Regions from separate parts of the Anas platyrhynchos genome. Here region 2 is linked to region 1. The links are chromatin contacts, called in public Hi-C maps. All regions are on one chromosome and are shown on one strand. Each heading gives the region's core, a stretch centred on a gene start, on an enhancer-like site or on the middle of the called end of the contact. The rest is flanking DNA. Distances are from core to core; before and after follow the strand shown.

What was found. A called contact is a pair of places that touch in the nucleus more often than the background predicts.
Region 2: a Hi-C map of skeletal muscle shows a contact between it and region 1, with 2.7 times the contacts expected there. The contact joins two enhancer-like sites. A contact is called at or near these places in 3 of 8 Hi-C or Micro-C datasets (F1 follicle, liver and skeletal muscle).

What each region holds. Positions count from the first base shown.
Region 1 is chr29:4,660,900-4,666,855 of IASCAAS_PekinDuck_T2T, forward strand. The region is part of intron 1 of LOC113845679 (a long non-coding RNA gene); the gene reads left to right. Among named protein-coding and RNA genes, the nearest start is that of TCF3, 15 kb to the left of the region's middle. Within about 2 kb of position 3,637, at least 2 of the 8 cell types and tissues checked have an H3K27ac peak or open chromatin away from gene starts, as enhancers often do.
Region 2 is chr29:4,783,996-4,789,951 of IASCAAS_PekinDuck_T2T, forward strand. It overlaps REXO1 (RNA exonuclease 1 homolog), which reads right to left. Exons shown (of 15, transcript XM_027471803.3): 10 at 5,460-5,573; 11 at 4,732-4,805; 12 at 1,119-1,229; 13 at 629-744. Among named protein-coding and RNA genes, the nearest start is that of ATP8B3, 10 kb to the left of the region's middle. Within about 2 kb of position 2,991, at least 1 of the 8 cell types and tissues checked has an H3K27ac peak or open chromatin away from gene starts, as enhancers often do.

The sequences.
Region 1 (5,956 bases), core at 2,387-4,886:
CCTTCCTCCTTCTTCCGCACCCCTTCCACCCCCCTCACCAACCCCGTCCCCCTCCTCGCCCCCCGCAGCCCCCCGCAGCCCCCCGAGCCGGGCTGCCGGCAGCCCCGCCGCGCTTGGGCTGACATTTGAAAAATGCCAGGCTGAGACGGGAGACGGCAGCTGCAGGGTGGCACCCGGCCAACTATTTCATTTTGGGTGGGTTTCAGTTTGTTTTCCACGGCGGCCGCTCGCATGAATGAAAGGGGAAGGCTGCGAGCCGCCCCCCCCCTTCCCCCTGCGCCCCCCCAGCCGCTGTAGGGTAGGGGGGAGCGGGGGCTGCCGGGGGTCGCGGCACCCGCGTGGCGGTGGGACGGTGCCGGTAAATGGGGGCTGAGCAATTTGGGGTCCTGGTGGTGTCCGTGTGTCGGCTCCCCCAGTGGTTTGGGGACCCCAGCCACGGGGCTCGGCTTCTCCCCATGGTGTCCGAGTGTCCCGTTGTGCTCCTGGCCCTGGGGTCACCCATGGCAAGGGACAGACAGACAGACAGACAGACAGACAAGGTACTGCTTAGTAGGGCTTGGCCAGGAGTGGGAGGGGGGCTCGTAGCAGGCTCAGGCAATGTGTCCCCACGGGGACATGGCCACGGGCTGGGGGTCCTGCCCCACATGGGGGCACCCATCGGGGAGCCCGACCCCAGCGGGGTGTCCCTGTCCCCACTTCAGCCTTGAGCCCCCGGGGAGATGGAGACCTGGCATGGCCCCAACAGGGGGCTCGGTGTCACCGTGGGGGACAGCACCGATGGCACTGGGTTCGTCGGGGTTTGCCAGCGGGTACATGGCACGGGGAGCACAGGAAGGCTGGTTTCTGCCCCCCTTCCTGCGGGTACCCATGTCCCCAGCCTGTCACCCTGCTTGGCGATGGGCAGTGCCAGCGGGGACAAGGGACAGGGACGTTGTGCCCTCTGCCCTCCGCTGTCCGGGGCAGGGGACTGCAGCAGGCGGCAAGGACAAGCCTTGGATACTCAGATTTTATATTCATGTAAGCAACATAAATCCGCCTGGCTGCTCTTTCCCTGACAATAGAATTCATTATGATGGAAATATCCTCCGGAGGACTGCAGCTTAATTACCTCCTCATTTGCATTTTTGCATATTAATGACTGCAGAGCTGCTAATTTTGCTGCATTATTTTAAAGGCGAAGCCGCACCGCTCCGCCGCTGCCTGGCCTGCCATTTCCTCGCTCCGTCCCTCGCTTTCTCCCCCGTCACAGCCGCGGGTGACCCAGCCCCGGGCTCAGCGGGTGGCTCCGCGCTCCCGGTGCCACCGTCGGAAACGTCGGGCCTTCCTCATTAGCGCCGTGCCCTCGTTAGCTGCCCCACGCCACGGGACGGTGCCCACGCTGCCTGTCCCAGGGGTGCTCCCGGCACAGGGCGAGCGTTGGGCCTAGCGCGGCCGCCCGCGTCCCCTTGTGCCCGGCCATTGTTCTGGTGGCGGCTTTTTGGGCCGCGGTGTCACCGCGCGTTACTTCCACTCCGCGGCTCCAACCGCAACAGGCTGGGGAGGAGGAGGGGGCCTCGCCCGCCCCCCATAGCCACCAGCACCGCGTCCCTCCTCCCACTGCCATCGGTGTCCCTGAGCGCCGAGGGATGGTGTCGGGCACGGAGGTGTCACCCTGCCGAAATAAGGGACAGCGGGAGGAGGGTGCTTGGTGACAACAGCGTCCTGTGGTGGAGTGGCAGAAGGAGAACCGAGGGTTTCCTGTCTGAAGCCCAGATGAGATGTCCCCAGTGACATGTCCCCAGTGAGATGTCCCCAGTGACATGTCCCCAGTGCTGTATCCCCAGTGACGGGCTGGCCCAGGTGCCACCACCCTGCGGCTGCCCACGGTGACTCAGCCCACCGGGTGCCACCAGGGGCTGGGCACAGCTTTTGGGTGTCACACAGTGTGGGGTGTCACACTGCATGGGGTCACACTGCGTGGGGTGTCACACGGTGTGGGGTGTCACACACTGTGGGATGCTGAGCGTTGGCACCGGGCAAGGGCAGCCTTTGGGGCCAGGCAGGGAGAAATGGGGCTGTGGGGGGATTTCTGTCCCCAACGCCTGGCAGCTGCCCCTCTGTCGGGTGGGACCTGACCGGGGACAACGGGGTCCCTGTCCCCAGCTGGTGGAAAGGTGGAGGCCGGGAGGGCTGGGGGGTGGGCAGTGCAGGGGATGGGGACGGGGATGGGGACAGGGACGGGGACAGGGAGAGGGTTGGGGACAAGGACAGGGACAGGGCTGGGGACAGGGACAGGGAGAGGACCGGGGCTGAGGACAAGGAGAGGGTTGGGGACAGGGACAGGACTGGGACTGGGGACAGGGCCAAGGGTTGGGGACTGGGAGAGGACCAGGGCTGGGGACATGGTTGGGGACAGGGGCGTGGCCTCTGGCAGTGGGCGTGGCCTGCGGCGGGGGCGTGGCCGGGGGCGTGGCCTCCAGCACAGCCGGGCGGGGGGCGGTGGCGCCACCTGGCGGCCGGGGGCGGCGCTGCGGGGCCGGGGGCGCCGCGGGACCCCCGAGTGCGGGGAGGGGTCGGGACGGGGGGGCGGGGATGGCCGGGACCCCCCCTGTGGGTGCCCCCCTTGGGCAGGGCCCCTCAGCACCCGCCTGGGACCCCCCGCAGGCTCCCTCCTGATGGGTGTGTGTAACCCCAAAACGGGGGGGGCGGGGGGGCAGCGCCAGCATCTCCCCCCTCTGATTAATTCCCCCCCCCCCCGCTTTGCCGACCCCCCCCGGGTGGCCGCGGCCGCGACCCCCGGCACCCCGTGTCCCGCCAGCGGCCCCACGCAGCCCGGCTGTGCCCCCCCCGTGTCACCGCCGGGGGACGCTGCGGGCACGCGGGGGTCGGGCCGGGGGTGGCAGCGGGACCCCCCCCCCGTGGCGGTGGTGGCAGCGGGACCCGAAGAGGGGACAAGGCGGGGACAGCGCCGCCCGCTAGAGGGCAGCGGGAGCCCAGGAATGGGGTCTCCGGGAGGGACCCGCACCCTGCACCCTCCATCCTCCATCCCGCACCCTGACCCCCCCCCAATCCTGCACCCCCCCTCCGACCTCCATCCCTTCACCCCCCGCCCCCCCGGCCTCCCCCTTTGGCCTCCTTCCTGCCCCAATCTCTCCTGCCTCCCCACTGCACCCCCCCCGTGCCTCAGTTTCCCCCCCCTCGCCCCTCCCCGGTGACTTTTGCCACCCCCGGGGCACCCCCAGACCGGGACCTGCCCCTCGGGGTGCCCCCCGCCCCCGGAGTTTAACCCTCGCCCTCCCAAATCCACTCGCATCCCACTAATGCACTAGCCTTGACACGCTGACCTGCCCCGGCGCCCCCCCCCTGCATCCCGCAGCCCCCCCGTCCCGGGGGACCGCCGGTGTCACCGTGGCAACCGGTGATGGTCAGCAGCCGGTGACCTGGGAGCCCTGGAGGGAGCCCTGGCCCTGGCCGGGGTCAGCGGGGTCAATCAATCTCATTGCTATGCACAGCGCCCTTCGTTAGCTGCCAGCACCCGTAACGAGTGCCAGGGCTGGCAGAGCGTGGGGAAGGGAGAGAAAAAGGGACAAAAATGGGGGAAAAAAGTGCTGCTTGGAGGATTTTGTTTCAGGAGACTCTCCACTAGTTGTGGGATAGGGCAGGGGGGTTCCCCCCCCAAGTAATGGGGGAGGTCACCCTGGGGAGGGCTTGGGGTGGAGAGGAGAGGTGACAGGAGCCTTCCTCCATCCCCGGTGCTCTGCGTCTTCCTCGCCGCCCGGTGATGCAGGTGCAGAGCTGGGCTCGGTGAGTGCCGGAGCCACGGCTCGGGGCCCTCCTGGGCTGGCTGAGACCCAGCAGACTCATCTCCCCGCTGGGACGCCCGCCTGCCCTGCCCGGCGGGCTTCGATCGGCCGCTGTCTCCGGGCTGTGCTGAGATGGGTCTGGGTGGCAGAGCCCCATCGTGGGCAGGGGGATGGGGTGGGATGGGATGGGGTGGGGTGGGGTGGGATGGGGATGGAGATGGGGATATGGGATGGGATGGGATGGGATGGGATGGGATGGGATGGGGTGGGATGGGGTGGGATGGGGTGGGATGGGATGGGGTGGGATGGGGTGGGATGGGATGGGATGGGATGGGATGGGATGGGATGGGATGGGATGGGATGGGATGGGGTGGGGTGGGATGGGGTGGGATGGGATGGGATGGGATGATGGGGCACTGAAATCTCCCCCAAACTGGGGTGCAGGACCTCAGGAGCAGCCCGATTGGTTAGGTCAGAAGGGGACGTCCCCAGAAAGTGTCCAGGAGGCAGATGGGGTGGGAACCCAACTTCTTGTGCAAGCCCCGATGCTTGGGGTGCAGAGACACAGCCCCGCAGTGGGACGAGCTCCCTCTGAAAAGCCCCAGCGTGGGATGCTCGGCATGGATGGGTCCCAAGTGTCCACCCCAATTCCACAAACTGACCCCAAAAGGGACATCCTGGAGCCATGGGGGGTGACCCTGGGGACAGGGCGGAAGGGGGGCACCACTCCCTCCCCCCCCCATGCTATCACTGCCCACAGCCCCCCCCCGTGCTCCCCGCTGCTCCGGCCGGGGGCTGGAGCCTGCAGCGCACAGACACGTTGTCTCCAGCGCACAACCACACTCATCTCGGAGATGGGGTCTGCTGGGAAAAGGCTCCCCCCCCTCCACCGGGTCACCCGCAGACGGGGGCATTTCCAGGATTTCCCGTTAAGGCTGGGGCCGTGCACCACCACCAGTGCCATTTTGGGGCCTTCCCGCTTCCTTCGGGTCCTCCCCCCCCCCCCGTGCTGGAGGTGCTCAGGGGGCAGTGGGTTTGGGCCCGTTTTTGTCACTTTGGTGCGGTGACAGCCCGGTCACAGCAGGGATTCGGGGCTCCCGGCTCCATCCCGAGGCACCAGGCACCACACAGGATGGGAGCTGGGTGCCAGCATCAGCTTCAGTCCCTATAACATCGTCCCAGGTTCCCATTTTGGGCTCCAACCTGGGGACACTGCTCCCACATATCCCTGTATCGGTGATCTGGGGGGTGCTCCTGAGCCTGCCCCCCAGCTATCCTGAGACTGGGAATGAAGGCAGATCGCAGCTGACGGCTGGGAGATGGATTTATTGCAACGATGCAAAAATTAGTTTATAGAATATATAGAAATAAAGATTTCCTTCCTTGATGGGGGAACTCAGCGCAGCAGCAGCTCCTCTGGCAGGATTTATTAATCACGCTGGTGTGCTGCTTGTGCAGCAGCAACGATTTCCTGGGGGGTTCTGGAGGGACTCGGGGGTGGAGGGGTGGGAAGGCACAGGGACCCCTGAGCTGCAGTCACCCCCAGACAAGGCTGGAGCCGCGGCACGGCAGAGCTCACTCCTCCATGAGCTGCTTGGAGGCTGCTTGGAGGCTTCTGCAAGCTGAAAGCTTCGATTTCAGCCCGGTAACATTTATTCTTGCTGTGGGGCTGAAAACCCGAGCAACCTGTCCTTAACCCTAATCCTCACCCTCGCCCTGCAATTTGCTGCGTTAAACACGGGGAAACTGAGGCACGGCTGCAGCGCGACTTTGCCCGCAGGCAGAGAGCCGAAGGGAGGGCACGGCAACGAAGGGCAGGGGGGGCCGTGCTCCCCCTCACATTTGGGAGCGGGATGCAGGCGTCCTGGCCACGAGCATCCCCCCGCCACCTCCCAGACCCCCCATTTTATTGGGAAAGGGGGAAAAAATCGTTGAGAGCCGCCCCCGTCCGCTGCACCCCTGCCCTCCCCGATCCCCACCGCCCGGAGGGTGCCACCGCGGGGGGACCGCGAGGGTGGCGGCGGGGGCCGCCGGGCACAGGCGGGCTGCAGGATGCTGCTCTCTGTGTCTCCTTGCTGGGCGGTCGATCCCCAGACAGGCTCCTCGCCTTGCTGCGTGTGCTCTTTCGAGCCCATTGATTTCCCTGAGTAAGTGAGTTTGTATGGATCATGCAG
Region 2 (5,956 bases), core at 1,741-4,240, 120 kb after region 1:
GGTGAACAGCAAACGATTCGAGATCAGTCCTTCCAGCCAGCCCTGATCTACTCACCCCTCCCAGTCACCCCAGAGAGGTCTGTCCCCCAGGGCAGCACCAGTCACTAAAAGCTGGGGGGAGATCAGAAGTGATGCACACACCCCACTCCTCTACTCTTCCGTCTTCCCACTGCCTCAGAGACAAGAGAGACCCACTGCGTCCTCCAGGTTCTTCCTACAAATACACTTCCTAAATTAAAAGATGACATGTAACAGTCACCAGGGTGGGAAAGAACCAAAGAGAGATGCAAACACAAGACATGCGAATTACCTTTAGTGCAAATAAATCGCTTTCCAAGCTGTGCCCTATCAATATGGTATCTGCACTGAACATGTTCAATAGGACGGCTTGGACATCCCGCAGGGTGATACTAGTGTTCTCCAGGTCCTCTTCTGTCACACCTGAGAATCTGCAGTGTAAGAGCAGAGAGGAGGGCTTCCTTCACCAAAGGAACACCTCAAGACCCAAAAAAAAGTTCCAGCTGTTAGGAAGTAGCGCTCACTGGAGTTTCAACAAGTTCTTCCAGAAATTCCTCCTAAGTTCTTGATGCTGACCACAGAGCTCTAACCCAAGGAAGGCTGTCCTTACCTGGTGTTATAGTCCACCACCTTGGTGTCCGGTTTGACGAAGGTGTCATAAACCACTTTCAGGTCAGAGTTGATCACAGTTACTCTTGTCAACTCCAGTCCTTGCTTAGTGTAGCACTGCAAGTGACAAAGCAGACATGACGACAAATGCATGCCGACCACAGCATGGTACCTATAAGACTGTTCACCAAAGCACTGCAGATCCCAAAATGCAGTTGGTTCATTGCAGCAAAGCCAGCCAACAACCACTGCTCAATACAGGCCAACTAGCTGCTGCTTTTCAAAGTTAAATGTGGTCCCCAAATGAAGCACACAATGCCCCGACTAATTAAATTTACATTTCAATTAGCTCTTATTAATGTAAATGTCTGTGGTTTAGACTCCACAGCAGGAAGGAAAGAAGATGGTAGGGAAAGAGTTGCCCTTCAGACACAGCCTTCCTCAAAAAGCCTCATTTTGCTTGTGCATTGCCCCTCTGGTTAGGAACCCACCATTTCACAGTCTAATGCGTAGATTCCGGGGTAACCATCAGTCGTAGGCAACTTCTCAAAAGTCTTCACAAAGCCATCAAGGTTCTCTTTCCGCCCGTCATGTACATGTTGCTTAAAGGAAAAAAAAAGGAAAATGATTTGTTGATGGAAGGAACAAGAAACCCAAAACTCCATTTCAACAGAACCACTCACTTAAACAAAACAAAATTTTAAATAATTTCTAAAGGCTAACGAGAAATAAGACTTGCCTACTAGTTGGCCTGAGAAGCTCACCGCAAAAGCAATGTAGCAGCCATGTGTGAACCCAATTCCAAAGCAGGATCAGAACTAGAGGCACTGTATTAACAGCTCACTTAGTAGCAATGCATCGCATATCTAAGGACTAGGAGACGGCCGTCTCAGGTAGCTTCCAACTTTCAATTCAGAGTAGAATTACTCAGAAAGGCTCACTCGGTGGTCTTACATGGATCTACTCCAGCTGCTGGTTTCTGGATTCACCTGTGACTGAGACATGCCCAGCTGCAGGATTCTAATGTCAAACATTGCTGTCTGAGCTTTAGTATCAAGTGTATCACAGCCCAGAGATGACACGAGAAGCTAGTGGAATGAAGCAGCAGAAAATGTCAGTGTGTACAGACAAATAAGAGCCACTATATTCCGAAACCAGACAGTTCACAAACATGAGCTTACTGCCTTACCAGCACTTGAGGCAAAAAATGGAAACCATTTCCAGCCTCTCCTCATCATCCCCAGCTAAAGCTCTAGAGTCAACAATATTCAGCGCAGAAAAGCTCCCCAAGCTAGCAGGAAAATTCAGGGAGTGTTTCCATGAGTGGCATAAGCCAACGCAAGACTAAGCCACTGTTGCAAGAGGCACTCCCACTCTCCTTTCCTCCACAGCCACAGACCCCACCCTGCCTGCCCTGGTACTATTCAGTCAGCCTCAAAGCCTTCTTCTCTGGGGTGTTTTGAAGTGGATCATTGCACTGAGCCAGTTACCTTCATCACTGTGCCTGCAAGGAAGCAGGAACACAGAGGGCAAAGCAGAGGTGGTGACTGCCCACTAGCATGGTTTTAGGTCAAATTAAATTGCTGCACCACACCCAGAGGTGACATGCTCTCTCCCTTAGTTCCCAGTGGTTTCCTTTGTTTAAGTTTTGTTTATCCCTCAATCTCAACATATTTGTGCATAATCACAGCAGTCTGCATGCAGCCTCCGTCATGCTTCTGACAAATCTCACCCTGCAAGGAATCAGCCTGCACATGGCATCACCTCAGAACAGAAAGGCTAGAGAGGACAAACCCAGGCAGTTGTAGAACTGAAATATGTAGGCAGAGCAGGGATTTACATAATTTCCTTCACCAGTCATTACTGCGGGTAATAGAGTACATAATAATAAAACCAGCCAGAGTAGAGAGAACTGCATCATTTGCAGTTAACCAGGCGGCTGGGCCAATACCGAGCCTGACCTCTCCCTGCATCCAAAGCCAGCACTGCTCCAAGGCTGCATGGTTCAATTCCCAGGAGCAAGAGGCCACACTTGTCAATTCTGCATCTATGCCCACGAATCTGATTGTTTTGCTAAAGAAATGGGTAGAACACACTACCAGGCCAACAAATAGTAAAAATTCTCTCCCATTCAGCTTGATCCTTTCCCTTCTCTGCTATGCAACATAACTGAGCAGTGAAGGAAAAACAAATGAGGTGTTTTTCTACAACAGCTGATGTTCTACAACTGTCCAATTCTTCCTCGCTGAGAAGAAAGCAGAAAAGTTGTTTCGTTTTTTCAGATCCAAGAAAGAAGCGAGCAGACTCAGCTGTCACAAAGAACAGAGCAGCTCGACTGGTCTGCTCCTGGGGAGCTGTAGCTCCATGCACAGCTCCACCCTGCCACCTCCTGCCACAGGCGCTAACTGCAGCATGATCCAAACACACATCCCAAATGCGTTTGGAAGGAAAAGGCACAGCAATGCTTTTCTAACCAGCTATGCGCCCCGTTATTTAGAATAGTTTATTATAAATATTTGCTATTTTCAATGCCTTCAAAGCTGAAAGATGTAAAAAAAAAAGCTGTAGCCCAAACATCCCCAAATCCCATTCCATATTCTCATCCTGAGCAGACTGGGGACTCTGACCTTAAATTTACCAAAAAATTCATCTGGATGAAAAAAGCAAGAAAGCCAGAATGTAGTGATCTGTAGCAGCACAACAACTAGGAGGCAGATGTGAAAGGATGCCTGAGCCCTGGAGCACTGACAGCATGCTTCATTGAGTAGGAGGCTATTAGAGAAATTGTATGTTTCTTATAAGGCCATGAGGTTTTATGGTCTACAACAGCCACGTAAAAACATGCAGAGAAGTCATGTTTTTATAGCCCCATCAATTTCTCCCGACTTCCCTGCTGGATGTTTTTTTTGGAACACTGATTAAAAAAGAGATCCTGATATCAAATGAAAAAGAAATAGGAGGAGCAGCCACATGCCTGATCCCATCCATGCTTCAGACTGGGCAGGACAGGCTTTTAGGGTTCATGTGCTGACAGGTCTAGTTCTAGTTGACAAGCCTTAAATTTTGCCCCAGAATTCACTTCCTAGTTCTAGCTTTTGGCCAGAATAATGATGGCACACACCTCTCCAGAACTCTGCTGGCTCTGTATCACCTGAGCACTTTCAAACAGCAAGACAATAAGATGCCCTACAACAAATAGCTGTGGGAGCCCCTTCTACTGGACATGACCCTTTTAGATCATTTGGTTCTGAACCATCTCTCTCTGCATGGCAGCTGCCAAATGTAAAAATGCCACTGAAACAAGGGACCAGGAGAATCCCTAGACCTTGGGCAGAGGCCAGAGACAGATTGTTCCCTTCAGTCAATGGACTGAGAGCCAGGGGTGCCTGGCTGTTGCGTAAGGAAACAAGAAAAAGCACCTGTACAAAGGTATCCCAGACAGCATTCAGCTCGACCAAAGGGCCAAAGCTCAATTCCTGAGCAGGTTTTAGATTCTGCTTTCTACTGATGTGATCCTTTCCCCACCCTCCTCAAGAGGAAGCAATATCTATGGGTTACAACACACTCCTTGGGAAGGTTCCTCCCCTTAATAAAACAAAGGGCGTGCAATAAATGGAAAACTAAGAAAGGATTTGGCCTACAGCAGAAGTTACCTTAGCACAGGCATCTAAGAATTAAAAAAAAAAAAAAAAGGGAATAAAGGTTTTGGCCACTGTTGTCAAGGCTCTGAGCACGCTTCTTAAAAGGAATTTCCTTTTTTCTCACTTTTTCAGTGTTTCCCTAAAGAAGACTATATCCAAGTTTTTGCTGGGCAACTTAACCCGCTGTCATTTGCTTAGAAAAAGTGCTTACATTTTGCTTAGAAAAATGTTAAAAAATTTGCATCTGCAAAATAGAAACCACTTCAACTCCAAACATTTGAGATTCTTCCTTCTTGCCAAACACCAAATTTTCTTACCTTTGCATAGCAAAAGGCATTTAAGAAGTACTTGCTTTTTCTCCCCAGGGGAATCCACCATTCTTCTAAAGGCTCACACAGCCACCACCATTGCAAGCAGAGGACAAATGTCATTGAGAATAAAAAGGTGTTGCTCAATAACTTACTTTAGCAACCTGGCAGCCTGGTGAACCCACAGCTCCTGAGCAGCAGCTGTAATGAGTTTCCCATCCACCTGGTACTGAAAGAGCAAGAGTTAAGAGTCAGAGAGAAGAGACCTAAACTTCAGCTGACAAGTGCAGAGATGTCCTGAATGAACACAGCAACAATAATTTGCAAGCAAAGGGAAAAAAAAGAGATTCACAAGTCTCTCATATTCAAACTGCAGAAGCCACCTACCAGCAATGGCACAGATGAGCAAAGCAGTTTGACTTATTTAACCAGCACAGCTGATTCACTGATCATGGATGCATTAGCAGAAAACTACAGAGTTCCAACTAGGCTACTATCTTGCTGCAAATGAGTTTAACCAAGACCGGTAAACTCACTCAGGCAGCAGAGCTCTATTGTTCCTAAGTCTCCTAAAAGAATGATCTTTGAAAATGTACAAGATGGTTTGTGCCTTTTACTTTTTTCTTTTTTTTTTTAAGCCAAAAAGATGAACCACCTCAGTTCCAGACACGTTTTCATATTTTAGGGACTGTACCGCTGCTCCCCAGCAGCTCTTTACAAGGCTATGCCACCCAGTGACAAAACTAGGAACTGCCACAATCTGCGAGCGTGACAAGTCCCAAAGCTACAAAATGTTTCACAGCAACTCCAATCCAACACAGACTCTGTTTTCAGATCTAGAGTACGTCTAACACGTAACTGAGCCCTCTTTGAAGAGATGTACCTCTCTGCTTGCGTAGCCTTCCCCAGTGATGGACACACTCCTCCTTGCGAATGCAGTTTCCAGAGGCTGAGACCATGTACTCAGTGCCACAGCGACAACAAATCCTGCAGGAGGCTTTAAGAGAAGAAAGAAGTAAGGGTCAGGCCTCTCTAAATCCTGTTCCTGCTAAACGTGGCCAAAGCACAGGGAAATCAATCTCACTTAAAGCCCCAAACACTGTTGAAATCGGCAAACAACAGTTCCTGTTAAGGGATGGTAAATTTCTTTTCAAACTCTCACAAAGACAAAGCAAACCCTTTGAAAATGGCAGTCTTAATCATAGAATCAAAGAACATCCTGAGTTGGAAGGGACCCATAACTCCTGGGTCCCCAAAGGACCACCCAAGAATCAGACCGTGTGCCTGAGAGCAATGCCCAAATGCTTCTTGAGCTCCAGCAGGCTCGGGGCTGTCCCCACTGCCCTGGGCAGCCTGTCCCTGTGCCCAACCACCTCTGGG